Regions from separate parts of the Mus musculus genome. Here region 1 is linked to region 2. A link is a contact called in public HiChIP or PLAC-seq data. All regions are on one chromosome and are shown on one strand. The core of a region is the stretch at or near the end of the contact, and the rest is flanking DNA. Distances in the headings are between cores, read along the strand shown. Region 1 holds the start of Gsdme (gasdermin E). Region 2 overlaps Gsdme (gasdermin E).

What was found. HiChIP or PLAC-seq counts read pairs in DNA pulled down with a chosen protein or histone mark.
Region 1: an HNF4G HiChIP or PLAC-seq map of pancreatic cancer cells shows a contact between it and region 2. The contact joins the promoter of Gsdme here to the enhancer-like site in region 2. A contact is called at or near these places in 1 of 39 promoter capture datasets (neutrophils), 1 of 15 datasets of contacts at CTCF or cohesin (the NIH/3T3 cell line), 3 of 484 Hi-C or Micro-C datasets (the C2C12 cell line, bone marrow-derived macrophages and morula), 6 of 115 datasets of contacts at active chromatin or transcription factors (the HPC-7 cell line, bone marrow-derived macrophages, double positive thymocytes and 2 more) and 3 of 9 other capture datasets (adipose tissue, liver and pancreatic islet).

What each region holds. Positions count from the first base shown.
Region 1 is chr6:50,259,749-50,267,651 of GRCm38.p6, forward strand. Gsdme (gasdermin E) reads right to left here and starts at 2,021. Exons shown (of 10, transcript NM_018769.4): 1 at 1,986-2,021.
Region 2 is chr6:50,223,597-50,231,044 of GRCm38.p6, forward strand. Gsdme (gasdermin E) reads right to left here. Exons shown (of 10, transcript NM_018769.4): 4 at 5,690-5,861; 5 at 3,683-3,803. Among named protein-coding and RNA genes, the nearest start is that of Gsdme, 34 kb to the right of the region's middle. Within about 2 kb of position 1,870, at least 22 of the 459 cell types and tissues checked have an H3K27ac peak or open chromatin away from gene starts, as enhancers often do. A contact at or near this core is called in the C2C12 cell line, the NIH/3T3 cell line and pancreatic cancer cells, where this site is marked.

The sequences.
Region 1 (7,903 bases), core at 771-3,270, 36 kb after region 2:
CGAATTCCCCTACTGAACATGAACAGGGACACAGGACATCCACATGAAGTAAGGGCCCTGTGGTCACAAACCACGGCAAAAAACAAGACCACTCTGTCACCGTGATCAACCAGAAATCAAGCACTAATGCTCTCCAAGCCATGAAGGGGCCAATACCACCATCCTCCCAGTTTATCTAGTGACTGACTGCTGCTTGGCCAACCCCAGCCACAGCCTAACTCTGCCAGGCTTTCCGAGTAGCAATGAATTGTGAAGAGTTGCAATCAGAATTTTTCCCCACTTAAAGTCAGCCTCTAGTCTAGAGCAAAGAACTCCCTCTGAAATCACAGACAAACTACATCCCTCTTGCTGCAAGGAGCAAGAAAACCCAGCAGGTCCAGATCCCAGTAGCTTTGACTTGGGGACCTTGAATGTCCACCAACAGAATTCATACTGAGCCAAAAAGACCACCTTGACTCCAGAGCAGGTGCTTCGGACCACCCTGCTCTGCTGACCCCTAGTTAATGTTTTCTTTTTTAATTTAGATGCATTTGATTCATTTGGTAATGACAGTGTGTCAGGACAGGCCAATTTCAGTTATGGTAGAGACAAAGCCATTGCCTTGGAAAATGTATCTTTCCACCAATAGTGTGTGAAAGGAACAAAGGGTGGTCAGAGGATAGGCCTGAGCCTGGCAGGGCAGACCGAAGCAGGCAGCCAAGGCTTTGAGGAGGAGCAGAGGAGAGTGGGACAGAGGTTACGATCAGAGGGAGACAGATATGGTGGCACAGCTTGTAATCTGGGTACTCAGGGCTAGAGAGGTTGAGGCAGGAGAATTACAAATCCAAGACCAGGCTGGCCCTCACAGACAGATAATATCTTTAAAAAAATGTTTTAATTAATTTTCAAAGGTAAACACAGTTATGGGGATTGGCAGAGCTTTCCTGTAATCCTACCACTTGGCCATGGGAGAAGCCCCAGGATCAGAGTGTTCAAGGGCAGACCAGGCTCCCAGGACTGGATCTCAAAAAGAAACGAGAAGATTCCTATGTATAAAGAGGAGACCTCTCCAAGGACTCCAGAGTTCAAAAAGAACAAGAACACCCTGTGGCCAATATACAGCTTCCTCAGGAGGCAGGCCATCCTGGAGTCCAGGGATGTGGGCAGGCAGTCTAGGTTGCTGCTCTCTCTGATCAGGGGTCCAGCCTTTCTTACAAGAAGCACTCCTAGGTGATGCATGTTGAAGAGAATTCATTGTTATTGCATATCTAGATTCTGTTCCTCCAACAGCTCAGATCTTTTCCTTCCACTCCCAACTCTGCCTACGGGTTGACTGTCACCTGGGCCCAGCTGTCCTGGAGCATCCTCCCTGACTCCTCTCTCCAAGTCCCATTCAGACTCCCAGTGAGTGGCTGGCTGTTTTGTTCAGGCTTCAGCAAAGCCTGGAAGCTGCCTGGTGTCTTTCCCTGAGGGGTGCAAGTGGGAAGAACCCCTCCCCAAACGGCCACTCCAGGCAAAAGGCCTCACAGTGAAGAGGTTCAGTCAGTTACCCCAGGTCAGGCAGGACCCATGCCAGCCTGTGATCTTCCTGCACATGCACTCATGCACACACTGGATCCTTCTGACACCGACACAGGAGAGAGATTAGAAGACAAAGGATGGATGCATGGGATATGGTGAAGGCATGGTGAGATGGGGTGCCAGAGAACACCAGCTGCACTTGCCACATCCCAGGACCACAGGAGTGGTGGTGATCATGGTGGAAGGGGCAAGGATGGAATGGAGACAGGGCGAGAATGAGACTATGGGTAAGAAGGAGCAGCTGCTCCTACTGGAAGGTGGGGAGAAAAAAGGAGATCACTACCCCAATCGCCCGCCTCTGGGAGATGTAAGGGGATCTTCCGGGGCAAAGGGGAGCCGACAATTTGCCCCAGGCCAGGACACAATGCGGGCGGAGGGAAGAGGAGCCCAAGCGGAACCCGCAGCTCGCGCCCGCCGCCACTTACCCGCGCGCCGCCTCTCCGTCCTGCACGCTCCGTTCTTTCACGCGCACGCGCGCGTTCCCGGACACCCACAGAGAAGAGGAGGGAGGGCCTGGACCTTTGCTCCGTCCTGCCCCTGGATGCCTCAGCCGGTCCACAAGCTAAGGGATGGCGCCGGGGGCGGGGCTGAACCCGGGAGCTGGGGGACCTGGCAGCAGAGTTAAAGGCGCTAGCTGGTCTAGGAGATCCAGGCAGCACCAGAGACTACTTCTAACCAGACACTGCCTGTCTTCCTTCCGGAACTGCCAACCGTCCGGGTCAGTCTCTGGCTCTCCATCTGCTCCACAGGAGGAAGATGGGGACGAGACTGTGGCCTACTGGCTACAGTTCCCTCATCCCACCCACCTCCCCTTCTCTATGCCCCTGGTTCTCCAGAGCCTGTCCAGGCACTAAGAGGGTGTGAGCTGTCAGCGTGGCTTTGCAGTGTCCAGGAAACTCCCACCTTGGCCTTGGCAACCCTTGCACTTGTTTGGGGCTTGGAGCTTGGTGTTGAGTAGCTTAATCAGAGAGGTAAGCTCTCTGAAGGCAGAATCAAGCCTACAGGCGCTTGGTAAACTGAGGGAGAGGATTGAAGCAGAACGTTGCACCCTCTGAGTCAATTTTTATAGGATGTTCTTTCCCGTGCAATAAATAGAAAAAGAGAATTCTCCTTCTGCACCCCCACCTCCAAGCCCCGGATTTACACACTCAGAGAGTAGCCGCACTTTGTGGCTGCCCCAGTGGGGAGGAGCCTGGGAGGCTGCTAAAAGGGTGGAGTCTCTTTTGGTCCCCTCACGTCAAACCTCTCCTAACTATCCACACTACTACCCTCTGTAGCTCCTTCCATACTCTATGATTCTCCTGTGCTCCAACAGCCACCACTCTACTATATGTAGAATACAAACGTCTTCCCTAAATCTTCATGTCTCAGAGGACAGTAACTTTTGTCTGCTTTATTGACAGTGTCCGGCTCCAAACTTGAAACTTACTGCATAGTAGATACTCAGTAAATTATGCTTGGATTAAATGAGATGGCCAGCATAGCATGCAAAGGTGCCTGGCGCCAAGTCTGACCATCTGATTGGGTCCCAGAGCCCACACAGTGGAAGAACTGATTCATACAGGGTACCCTTCAGTTATCCCCTGACACACACATGTATATAATAAAAAAAAAATCTTTTAGAGAAATGAACTGTCGCGTTTGTTCCTCAGACGGGGCAGATGGAGATTGTGGGGTGGACTTCATAAGTTATCCCGGTTCAAGCTTTCTTTTCTAGCAACTTAAGCCATGTAAGGGGATGAAGATTTTTGGTGTCCATCGCCTTTTGACCTGGCCGGTTAGCTTAAGGTCATCCTCAAAGCTGGTCCAGGCAATGCTTATACTGAAGGCCCCAGTTCTGTTCAGCTAGCTCCTCACTTGTAACTGATGTGCACAAGGAAGGCATAGGAGGTGGGTATTGGATGAGGGAGTAAATAGAAATTGCTAGAGCTGTTCGTCTGGTCCCCTGCTTTGCCCGTGTGAGTGAGTGAGGTCAAGATGCATCCAAATCTGTAGAATCTCATCCTGAGATCAGCAGGAGTTTCCTGTTTTCTCCTTGCCCAGGGCCTGTATGTTCCAGTGCTACACGTCGGGCTTACAACCCCCACCTCCACTACCCTTGAGGTAGCCTGGTGGTCAAATTACAGGTTTAACTTCCTCTCTCCCTATAAAGACATGACCAGCAAGCTCCTGGAATTCCTCTTCATGCAAATGAGGCATTCCTAGTACCTCAGTCCCAGCCAATGATATGCACCCATCTCGAAAGCCCCTACCCACTCCCCAACGTTCCTACAGCCCTTGTTACCCCCAATAAAGGAGCACTGTTCTGCTGAAAACCATCTCTGGATAAACCTACCCAACCAGCTGCCTGGATACCCCCAGGACCCAGGCCAGCAGAAAAGAAAAACCAGTGTTTTAGCCTGGTCAAGAGTTTTACGATCTATTTTGTCGGTTTCTTGGCTGATGCTATGGTTTGTTCCCCAGAGTCCAAGTCCATCACAGTGCTGAGAGGGGCACTGATAAGAGGGCTATTACACAAAGGCTCTGCCCTCTGAGACATTGTTGACAAGGAAGTGGGTTGGTCGTCGTAGAAACTGGTTCCGACCAAAGGAGCTTGGCAACCCTCCTTCCCAGCTGTTCCTTCCCTTCTCCCTTCAGTCTGGGGATGACTGAGCAAGAGGGTTATCTAACACACCTTGACCACGAACTCCTCAGCCTCCAAAGCTGAAAGAAATAAAATCTGTTCTTTATAACTTACCCAGACTCAGGAATTCTGTTCTAGCCTCCTAGTCAAGTAGGAAGTGTCAAGTTAACTGTTATCAGAGTTTATTGCCCTGGAACCTGAGGCATTAACCTTTTGAGCAGAGTCATCTTCATTGCAGATCATTCAAGCAGACCCCACCCAGAGGGCTCCAGTTGGCTAACTAGGTCATCACTGGAAACTGAGACTCCATGAGTTTCTGAAGCAAGGGCTCCTTCAGATCTTTTCACTCTTTCTACCCTGTGCAGTGGCTATTCACCAACTGCCAGAGGGAGACAGCAGCAGCTGATGTGTAGGTGACACTCTTCAGGTCCTGTCATCTCCTGATGTGCTTCTGAGTGTATTACATGAAAGATAAACCCATCTAACCCTCAGAGCCAATTTTGGGTCCAAGGGGTGTGAGACACAACCTGGGAAGTAATGGCAAAGAGTTTAGCTGGGGCAAAGAGCATACCATACAGAAGAATGTGGGTCCTGGGACTGGAACTCTGGCCCTCTGCAAGAGTAGGCTACACTCTTAATCACAGAGCCATCTCCCCAGCCCCATATTTTAATTTTTAAATTACATATGTGTTTCTTGAATTGTTAAGTAGAATATTTGAAGATTTCAGGTACAAAAATCAAAACAAAATATAGGATTCTAACCTTAGAGCATCATTGGTATGTTCCATTAGGAAGGGGGGCGTGGGAACACCCTCACTACAGATAAGTTGGGATGCTTCTATTGTTGACAAGTATTTGCTTCTCAGAAGATTCATCACATAAACTGTTTCAAGTTGCACACCTTGCTAAATACTTTACTATCCTCTGGGTATTTACTGTTCTATCACAGTGTAAGCTGATGTCCCAATTATCAATGGCTTCATAACTAGATGTTCCCAAACTTTATAGCTTGAAACATCATTTTCTTAGACCTTCCAGTTTTGCAGGCTATGACTTCTGGCCAGGCAGCTTCATAGTCTTTCAGTTCCATATGACATTATCTGGAATCCCTCCAAGGCCTTTAGCTGCTGATGGCAAATGGTCTGGTCTGAAATATAGCTTTGCCAATTTAATCCCTTCAGGTTACTGTAACAATATATTATGGACTGTGTGGCTTATAAACAACAGAAATTTGTTTTTAATTTCATAGTAGTCTGTAATCAAGGGACTGGCAGATTCCATACCTGTTAAGAATATTTCCTGGTTCTGAGATGGTGAAAATTCATGAAATTGTCACATGGTAGAAAGTACCACTCTTGGATATGGTCCACTCTCATGCCCCATCTCCCTGCTTATGCTACCACATGGCCAATTAGTCTTCAACTATATGAATTTTAGAGGAATGCAAACACTAAGAGTCACATTCTTCCTCTCCATTAGGGGAATCACAACAACTCTGCATAATGTTTCAATCTAATTCTTGTTTTCATTAAACACAGAGTGAAAATACCTGGGTTTGTCAATGGTTGGAGTACAAACAAGTATCAGCACTGAAGAAATTGGTAACAAGACCAATAGTCATCCAGCAGATGTTGAGTTTATAGAAACATTCTAAGTGCTACAACTCAGAGCTATGCAAGCTCCCCCAGTCCTATTGTTATCAGTAGTAACTGTGTTTAGCACTCAAGTTGTCTGTATCCAGCATCTCTTTAACAAGCATTTATTAAGGAAGTGCCCTGGGCTGTAAGGGAGACTAAAGATCCCTTCTACCATCTCAGCTCCTAGTTAGACTCCCTATATCAGATTAACAAGAGGAAAACCCCCCACACACAAATATATTAGGGTGCAGCATACTAAATATAAAATTTAAATATAAAAGACATGTGTGGATCCGGGCACCTTCCCTGCCAGAGGAGAGGTTTCCACCCCGCCCAGAAGGGCTTTGCTGGAACATCTGCGGGAGCCATATTCGTTCCCAGATCCTGCCAAGACTAGTCTTCACAGGTGAGAGTGTGGATGACAGAAGCTAACAGCTTCTGGGACAGGCCCTGTTTCGGGCCTTCATCTTCTGCCAGGAGGCAAGTCCGAACAACAGATATCTGTGCACCTTCTCTGCAAGAGGAGAGCTTGCCTGCAGAGAGTGCTCTAACCACTGAAACTCAGGAGAGAGCTAGTCTCCCAGGTCTGCTGGTAGAGGCTAACAGAATCATGAAAGGAACAAGCTCTAACCAGAAACAACTATAACAACTGACTCCAGAGATTACCAGATGGTGAAAGGCAGATGTAAGAATCTTACTAACAGAAACAAAGACTGCTCACCATCATCAGAACCCAGCACTCCCACCTCAGCCAGTCCTGGGAACCCCAACACACCCGAAAAGCTAGACCTAGATTTAAAGGCATATCTCATGATGATGGTAGAGGACATCAAGAAGGACTTTAATAGCTCACTTAAAGAAATACAGGAGAACACTGCTAAAGAGTTACAAGTCCTTAAAGAAAAAGAGGAAAACACATCCAAACAGATAATGGAAACAAACAAAACCATAGTAGACCTAAAAAGGGAAGTAGACACAATAAAGAAAACCCAAAGTGAGACAACAACGCTGGAGATAGAAAACCTAGGAAAGAAATATGGAACCATAGATGTGAGCATCAGCAACAGAATACAAGAGATGGAAGAAAGAATCTCAGGTGCAGAAGATTCCATAGAGAACATCAGCAAAACAATCAAAGAAAATGCAAAAAGATCCTAACTCAAAACATCCAGGAAATCCAGGACACAATGAGAAGACCAAACCTACGGATAATAGGAGTAGATGAGAATGAAGATTTTCAACTTAAAGGGCAAGAAAATATATTCAACAAAATTATAGAAGAAAACTTCCCAAACCTAAAGAAAGAGATGCCCATGAACATACAAGAAGCCTACAGAACTCCAAATAGACTGGACCAGAAAAGAAACTCCTCCCGACACATAATAATCAGAACAACAAATGCACTAAATAAAGATAGAATATTAAAAGCAGTAAGGGAAAAAGGTCAAGTAACATATAAAGGCAGGCCTATCAGAATTACACCAGATTTTTCACCAGAGACTATGAAAGCCAGAAGATCCTGGACAGATGTTATACAGACACTAAGAGAACACAAATGCCAGCCCACGCTACTATTCCCAGCCAAACTTTCAATTACCATAGATGGAGAAACCAAAGTTTTCCACGACAAAACCAAATTCACACATTATTTTTCCACGAATCCAGCCCTTCAAAGGATAATAACATAAAAAAAACAATACAAGGAAGGAAACCACGTCCTAGAAAAAGCAAGAAAGTAATCCTTCAACAAACCTAAAAAAAGACAGCTACAAGAACAGATTGCCAACTTTAACAACAAAAATAATAGGAAGCAACAATTACTTTTCCTTAATATCTCTTAATATCAATGGACTCAACTCCCCACTAAAAAGACATAGACTAACAGACTGGCTACACAAACAGGACCCAACATTCTGCTGCTTACAGGAAACACATCTCAGGGAAAAAGACAGACACTACCTCAGAATGAAAGGCTGGAAAACAATTTTCCAAGCAAATGGTATGAAGAAACAAGCTGGAGTAGCCATTCTAATATCTAATAAAATCGACTTCCAACCCAAAGTCATCAAAAAAGACAAGGAGG
Region 2 (7,448 bases), core at 620-3,119:
CACCTCTCCCTGGGGGTGTGTTACCCCTTCAGAGGTGGACCAGGAAATCCTAGATTTTTATCTTCCGTTCCCTCAAATCCCTGTAAAATATTTTGGGTTTCACGTGCTAATGTCATTATGGTAAAAAAGAAGACCCAGAGACCGATTCCTGACTGAAGCAAGAGCTCAAACAGCCACCTTACAGCAGGATTTCTCTGGGCCAGGAGACACCCTAGACAAGAGGGGCAGTGGGGCCCAGGGCTCAGGGATGGCAGGGTGTTTCCCAGAGGATTAACTTTGGGAGACAGTGACAGTGGGGTAGGTGATGAGAGAGCAAGTTAGGGACACTTCTGCAAGGCAAAGCTTGTCCTAGGATGAGGCAGCCATGGGTTAAACATGGATGCTAGGATTAAACGGTGGAGATGGGAGTCCTGGGAATGAGACGGAAAAGAACCATAGCTGAGCATGAGATACAAACTGACCAGGGAGAGAAAGGAGGGGGCTATGAGAGAAACCACAGAGCAAGTCTTAGCGGGCTCTGGCTGGATCCTACCAAGCAACCCTGTCTGTCCCTCCTGGACTGCATGCAAGGTGCTGAGGTCCTTTTGCATATCCTGGGTCTAACTGCAACAGAATAAAGTGAGAAAAAGACTGCTTCTAAAGAGCCATCATCTAGTCCAGGATGGCGACCACCCCAGACCACCTCAGAGAAGGACTTAGCTGTGAGGTCACCTAGGAGAATGTGCCCACATCTTAGTAGCCATGTCTCCCACCCCATCCTCACAGCTGGAAGGTCCTTTGTTCATAAACATCCTTGAAGCTGAAGTAGGTCAGTATTTCCTTCCTATGTCAGCCGAAGGGAGGCAAGAGGACATTCATCTATATCAGCTTCCTCAAGGTCACAACATCACTAGCATTATGGTTTTGACAGCCTGCCCCCCTTCTGTAGGAATTATGGGAAGAAATACCTCAAGAGGAAGCTCTGGTCCACTGTGATTTGGGACCTCAGAAATACACCACTTACAGAATATTCATAAAACCTTGTGCAAGCCGCGCGTTGGTGGCACACGCCTTTAATCCCGGCACTTGGGAGGCAGAGGCAGGCGGATTTCTGAGTTCGAGGCCAGCCTGGTCTATAGAGTGAATTCCAGGACAGCCAGGCCTACACAGAGAAACCCTGTCTCAAAAAAACAAAAACAAAAAACAAAAAACAAAAAACAAAAAACAAAAAACAAAAACAAAAACAAAAACAAAAACCTTGTGCAAAGCCCACCCACAGCACCCCTGGACCGGCTCCCACCCAGGGACACCTGCTCCTACCCCTGCAGGGTTTGCTTTGCTCTGCTTTTCTGTTGCTTTGTTAAGTGAGCATCTGCACAAATGGGTCTATCTCTTGTCTGAATTCACTCCTTCAAGACAAGGCTGATGGGACTAGAGAGCTGGCTCAGCAGTTAGGAACAGTGGCTGCTCTTCCATAGAACCTGAGTGTGGTTCCCCAGTACCCAATGGATTGCTCTCAACTATCCCTAACTCCAGTTGCAGGAGATGCGATGCACTCTCCTGTGCAATCCTCAGATTCCAGGCACATGGGTGGTGCACACGAGCCAAACATACACAGAAAATACAATCATCTAAAACCAATAACAACAAAATAAACCAAGACAGCCCCGCCGTGGCAGCAATGCTATGTTGATATCTGACTCAGAATAAGCTCAACCACAGTTGAACAGGTCAAGAAAACATGGCCCATTTCCATAAAGGAATATGACTTAGCCACTGAATAAATAAAATCCTATCATGTAGGAAACATGGACGAACACAGGAGATGTTGTGTGTGGGGAACATGAATCAGACACAGAAAGGCAAGCACCATGCTCCCTTGCTCACACCAACTCTAAAGGATGATGCTCTCCCAGAAGGAATGCAGAGCAGCCATTCTGTTCTCTGTGGGTGGGGATGGGGCGGGGCAGACAGGGCGCACAGTCTCAGCTGGGTAGGAGGAAGCAGACTTGGCTGTGGTTACCAGGGTCCTGTAGACTTTAGTCTGTGAAGTTACTGAATGCTCGACAAGTGTGGGACAGTAAAGTGGCCCAGTGGATAAAGTGACTGCCACCAAGCCTAACAATGTAAGTTGGATACCCAGGACCCACACAGTGGAAGAAGAAACCTGACTCCTATAGGTTGTCCTCTGACCTCCACAAGCAGGCCATAACATGCGCGCGCGCGCGCACACACACACACACACACACACACACACACACACACACACACACAAATAGATTTAGAGTAAAACTCTCAACTAAAACTAATATAACCTAAATGTAGGAGCCCCCACACCCACCCCAAATGCCAATTATGTGACGTGCTGGCTGGGTAAATTAGTTTGGTGGTTGTTAATTACAGTGACTATTCTATCATAGTATAGTGCTCTTGGTGTTCACCAACTGAGCCTCAAGAAAGCAGGGGAAAGTCACGGAATGACACTTCTGTCAGCTCTGCCTGAGAGGCCCCGAAGGATCTGCCCGGACCGAGCTGTACAGGTGGCACTGACCAACAACAGACACAATCCGATCACCTTCAGGTGTGTTAGGGGGAGAACAGAAGAAGAAGAAAGGAAGGAGAAGAAAGGAGGGAAGGAAGAGGGAGGGAGGGAGGAAGGAAAAGAAGGAGGCAAAGAAGAAAGTAATAGAGGGTGTCTGAGTGTGGAATGTAAGCCTGTGATTCCAGTATTTAGAGCTAGAGGCAGGGGGATAAGGAGTTAGTTCGAGGTCATCCTCATCAACTAACTCTCTCTCTCTCTCTGTCTGTCTGTCTGTCTTTCTTTCTGTCCCCTCTCCCTCTATCTGTCTCCTTCTCTGTCTCTCTCTATCTCTCTTCTCTCTGTCTGTCTTTTCTCTGTCCTCTCTCCCCCTCTCTTTCTCTGTTCTCTCTCTCTCTCTCTCTCTCTCTCTCTCTCTCTCTCTCTCTCTCCAAACTAGCTGCACTGAGAATATAGCCACCACCCCTGTGTTCTGAGTGATGGGAGGAGCATTGGCTCTGCAGCCATCCAGACCTCCTGTAAAGCTGTTGAATTTTCCCCATGTTAAGGCCCCACAAAGTTACTTTTTTCTTGCCATGATAAAGTACCATGGCAACTTACAGAAGAAAGGACTTGTTGGAGCTTACAGGGCTAGAGGGCTAGAAGGCCAACATGTTGGGGAAGCAGCAGACAGGATGGCAAGAACAGGATGCTGAGAGCTCACATCCTTGACTGGAAGCATAAAGTAGGGGGAGCTGATAGTGAAGTAAGTCTTTAAACTCTCTCAGCCCACTTCCAGAGACATCCATCCAACATGGCCACACCCTTTAAACCTCACCACCAATTGAAGAACAAATGTTCAAGACTGTGGAGGACATTTTTCATATAAAGCACCACAGGATACCTGCTCGGACGGTGAATGAGAGTCCCTGGTGGGTCCTGTGTGGGGTTAAGCTAGCTGAGACTAGGAACTACCCAGGACTCAACAGCTTTACAGGAGCTCTGGGTGGCTGCAGAGCCAATGTTCTTCCCATGCTCAGTGACACTGAGAAGCGGGAGGTGAATGAAGCCCCTGGCTCCCCTCACCCAACTCCCCAGGGGCTCCTACTGCCCAGAGTCAGATCCTAGACACTCCGCTACCCCGTCCTCTCTCTTTCTACCAGGGCATACATCATGAGGACTCACCAAACTGGCCATCTTGTTTCACAAACAGCTCCATGATGCCATAGGCAATGGTGGTGGCAGCAGGGATCTCCAGCACTACATTGGTGTCCGTGGTGACCGTCCCATCCTCCGTTGCTGACACCTATGGGCAAGAGCATGTTGACGCTTGTATACTCAGGCACTCTATGTCCAGCCTCCTAGGAATGCTGGGAAATATCCACAAAGCTAAGGAAGGAGGGAGAGACAGCTGGCACTAGTATTGGGTGGCATGGCTAAGATGCCAGAGCAGAGGGTAGGAAGCTACATAGCAGAACTATGCTTTGGCAACAACATACCATATTACACCACTGTGGTCCCACAGTGCTGTGATTAATGGAACCAAAATGTTCCTATCTCCTAATGCCATCATGTGCAGTCTACCATCACGGCAGAAGGCATCGCTCACGTCTGTGGTGATGCTGCTAACAGGTCCCTGTGCATCTACAGTCACTGTCAGCACGGAATACCAGATCATTATAAATGACTATGCCATCGGCTCATATACACTAGACTAGATCTTTAACATTACATTTTCGAGCATTTTAGATTATAGTTTTTATAAGAAGGAAGGAAGGAAGGAAGGAAGGAAGGAAGGAAGGAAGGAAGGAAGGAAGGAAGGAAGGAAGGGAGGAAGGAAGGAAGGAAGGAAGGAAGGAAGGAAGGAAGGAAGGGAGGAAGGAAGGAAACTGTGTGCTGAGTTAGGCCGGCAGTAGCTTCATGCATCTCGGGTTCACTGCATCCCTCGGGTATACCACGAATCTCTGCAGACATCCAGGACTGTGTAAGTTATTCTGCAGTGTGACATGACTGCCACCAGCATCACCAAGTGCTGTGTAACTCAGAGCACAGCTAAGTGAGGCACAACTGCAAAGAAGATAAATAAGACCCATTTCCAGTTCCTTCTCCGGGCTCAAGTAACAACTTTGAAATCTCAGTGAATCCCAACAGGATTAAAGCCGGCCTGGGAAGCCCTCACTGAGCCATTCGCACACTCATGGATGGTGCTCTGTGCACAAAGCCAGCATGGCAAGGCCATAGGAAAGGCTCTGGGAAATAGACAAGACGAAGATGGATGGGCAGGGCTGGGCTGTCAAGCAGGAAAGAGCCCTTCCTGCAGTACCCCAGGGACAGGAAGCTGGAGATCTATTTGTTGGCCAAACACTGTAGACAGACAACACAGCTTAGCCATCTGCCCCTGGTCCAAGCATTTGCTTTGAATCAAGGAGTAGCAGCAGCTGGGCTCCAACTCGCAGGTGGTGACCATGGGCAGAAGTATCAGCAGGGCCAGCTGTAGTCACCCGCATCAGGTCCCCCTTTCCTCGCTTACATCCATGTCTCAGCCAGCCCACTGTCAAATACATACAGCCCTCCTGAGTCTTCTAGGAAAAGCCAGTGCTACCAAGATTACAAGCCCTGTGGCCAGCTGAGGGGAAGCGGTTTAAGCAGATGGCCACCTACTTCTCTCATTTTAGAACACCCCAGGATCAGCTTGGATATGGAAGAAATGGTAAACAACAGACAGACAGACAGACAGACAGACAGACAGACAGATTCTCTTGTTCCTGGCCTGGCTAGTGTCTGACTAAATTTCCTTGGAAGCACTCTACTTCCATAAAGGGCAGTGTTGGGCCACTAGAGTTCCATTGCCACAAACTGAGAAATAGACACAGCCAACATGATCTGGTGAGAGTTAGACCGGGAGCACACTTTCTCTGTGTTCTAATAAGCCTGAAGAAAGCCTGGAGCCACCAGCTCCAAGAGGAAGAAACCTCGGCTGTCTGGAAAGGAGGGTGGCTCACAGTATCTTCAAGCCCCGCAGTGATGAGGCCAGATGCCTCAAAGAGTTTAGTTATATGATCCAGGGATGTCCTGTTTACTAGAGCCAGCGTGAGTCCGTCCCATTCCTAACTCTATACAGGAAGAGTTCTGACTGAGGAAGACACCTGAAAAGGGGCCCGTGGGAAAGTTCTCCATGCCGAGGTGTGGCACCTGTATAGTCTTGGTCTGGATCCCCACCATGCCTCCACACGTCTCCTCCGACTGCACATGCTCAGAAATCACGCACTTCTGCGTGGTCATGATCTTCTGCGTCAGCACACACAGGACCTCGTTCCTGCTCTCTAGCACCTGCTGAAGTACCAGGTTGTCCATATTAACTGTTCTGAAAGAGAAAATTGGTCATGAGTAACCCTGTGCCTTCGGGGAGACCAAGGCAGGGACCAGAATATCCTCTTGCAGCTAGAAGAGGGAACAGTAGAGCTCATTAATTCCCTGGTGATGCGAGCAGAGGCAGGTTACCTAGAATGCCTTCTGCCAAGCTCTCCTGAGGCCACTCAGACCAGCTGAGGGACAGGCTGGACACTGGAAGAAGTGCCAAGGAATTATACCCTTAATCACAAAGTCCCCAACATTCACACTGGTTTCAGTGAAGAACAACGGAAAGCCATGCTCTAGGACAGCTGCCACCCAGACGTCTGTGTGAGGCTGAGTTGAGTAGAAGGGTGGCAGACATCATGGCAGCCATCTGCCCTTTTCGGAAGCACAGGGTGGTTCTGCTGAGAGGCACAGTAGCTTCTCACAGGGGAGAGGCACAGGTTAATGCACAGGCTGTGGCGGGAGATCAGACTGGAACCCTGATGGGACCACAGAAAGAATGTATAACCTCTGTGGGGTTTCTATCACAGAGATTGCCCCGGGCCACCCAGCTGAGACCCCAATGTGAATAATTGGTCCCGAGCCACTTAAAATTCTGTATAATTTCAAGGTCAGGCCACAGTTCCAGCTATACATAGATGCTTAAGCCAATGATGAGATAAGCTCCCTAGAGACCCCAGTTAACATCCCATAACCCTCCCATGGCCATGGGAGGGCAGGAAAATCACCAGATCCCAGCTGCAGTCGGCATGGAAACAAGAGACTCATCCTTTGCTTCCAAGACATCCGAGGTTGGTCACCTGCAGGCTCACCCTCCCTGGCCACAAAGGGGAAGGTGGTCCGTCCTAGGAAAACTTAGGGTTCCCAGGTTTTTGGAAGCAACCCTGAAGTGGACAAAGTAACTGGCCAGGGCACTAACCAGCCCATAAAAATATAAATAGTGATACATTAGTGATTTATCTATGACATGGGACTGGTCACCATGGGAGGAGTCAGCTCTAACATATGCTACAACATGAAAAAAAAAAAAACAACTTGAACACTCATACTAAGCAAAATCAGCCACCAAAAAGGGACAAATACTATAAGATTCCATATTCAGGAATGACCTAGAATAGATAAATTCACAATGATAGTGAAAACTGGAGAACTGAGGCTGGGAGGTGGAAGATGGGATGGCTGTACTGGGAAAGCATGACTAGGTTGGAGCCCAGCACCAGTGTAGAATGCCCACGGTAGTGCATGTCTGTAATCTCAGATCTGGAGAAGCAGGGACAAGAGGACCCTTGGAGTTAGCTGGCTAGCCAGGTCAGCCAAATCAGTGGGCTCCAAGTTCACTGAGAGACTGCTTCCAAAACAGTGTTAGGTGATCATGGAAGACACCTGATGTCAACTTCCAGTCTCCGCCTACATGCACACCCACTCTGTATGTGTATCTGTACACACATGTATGCAAATACAAACGTGTACACACCACATAGTTACAAAAGTAGATAGATTGATTGACTGATGAATTAACTGTTAGGCTAATTCCAGGAATAAATATGGACAGGGAGCTGGGTGCTTCCCTCCCCTTCCTGGCCAACCTGCAAGG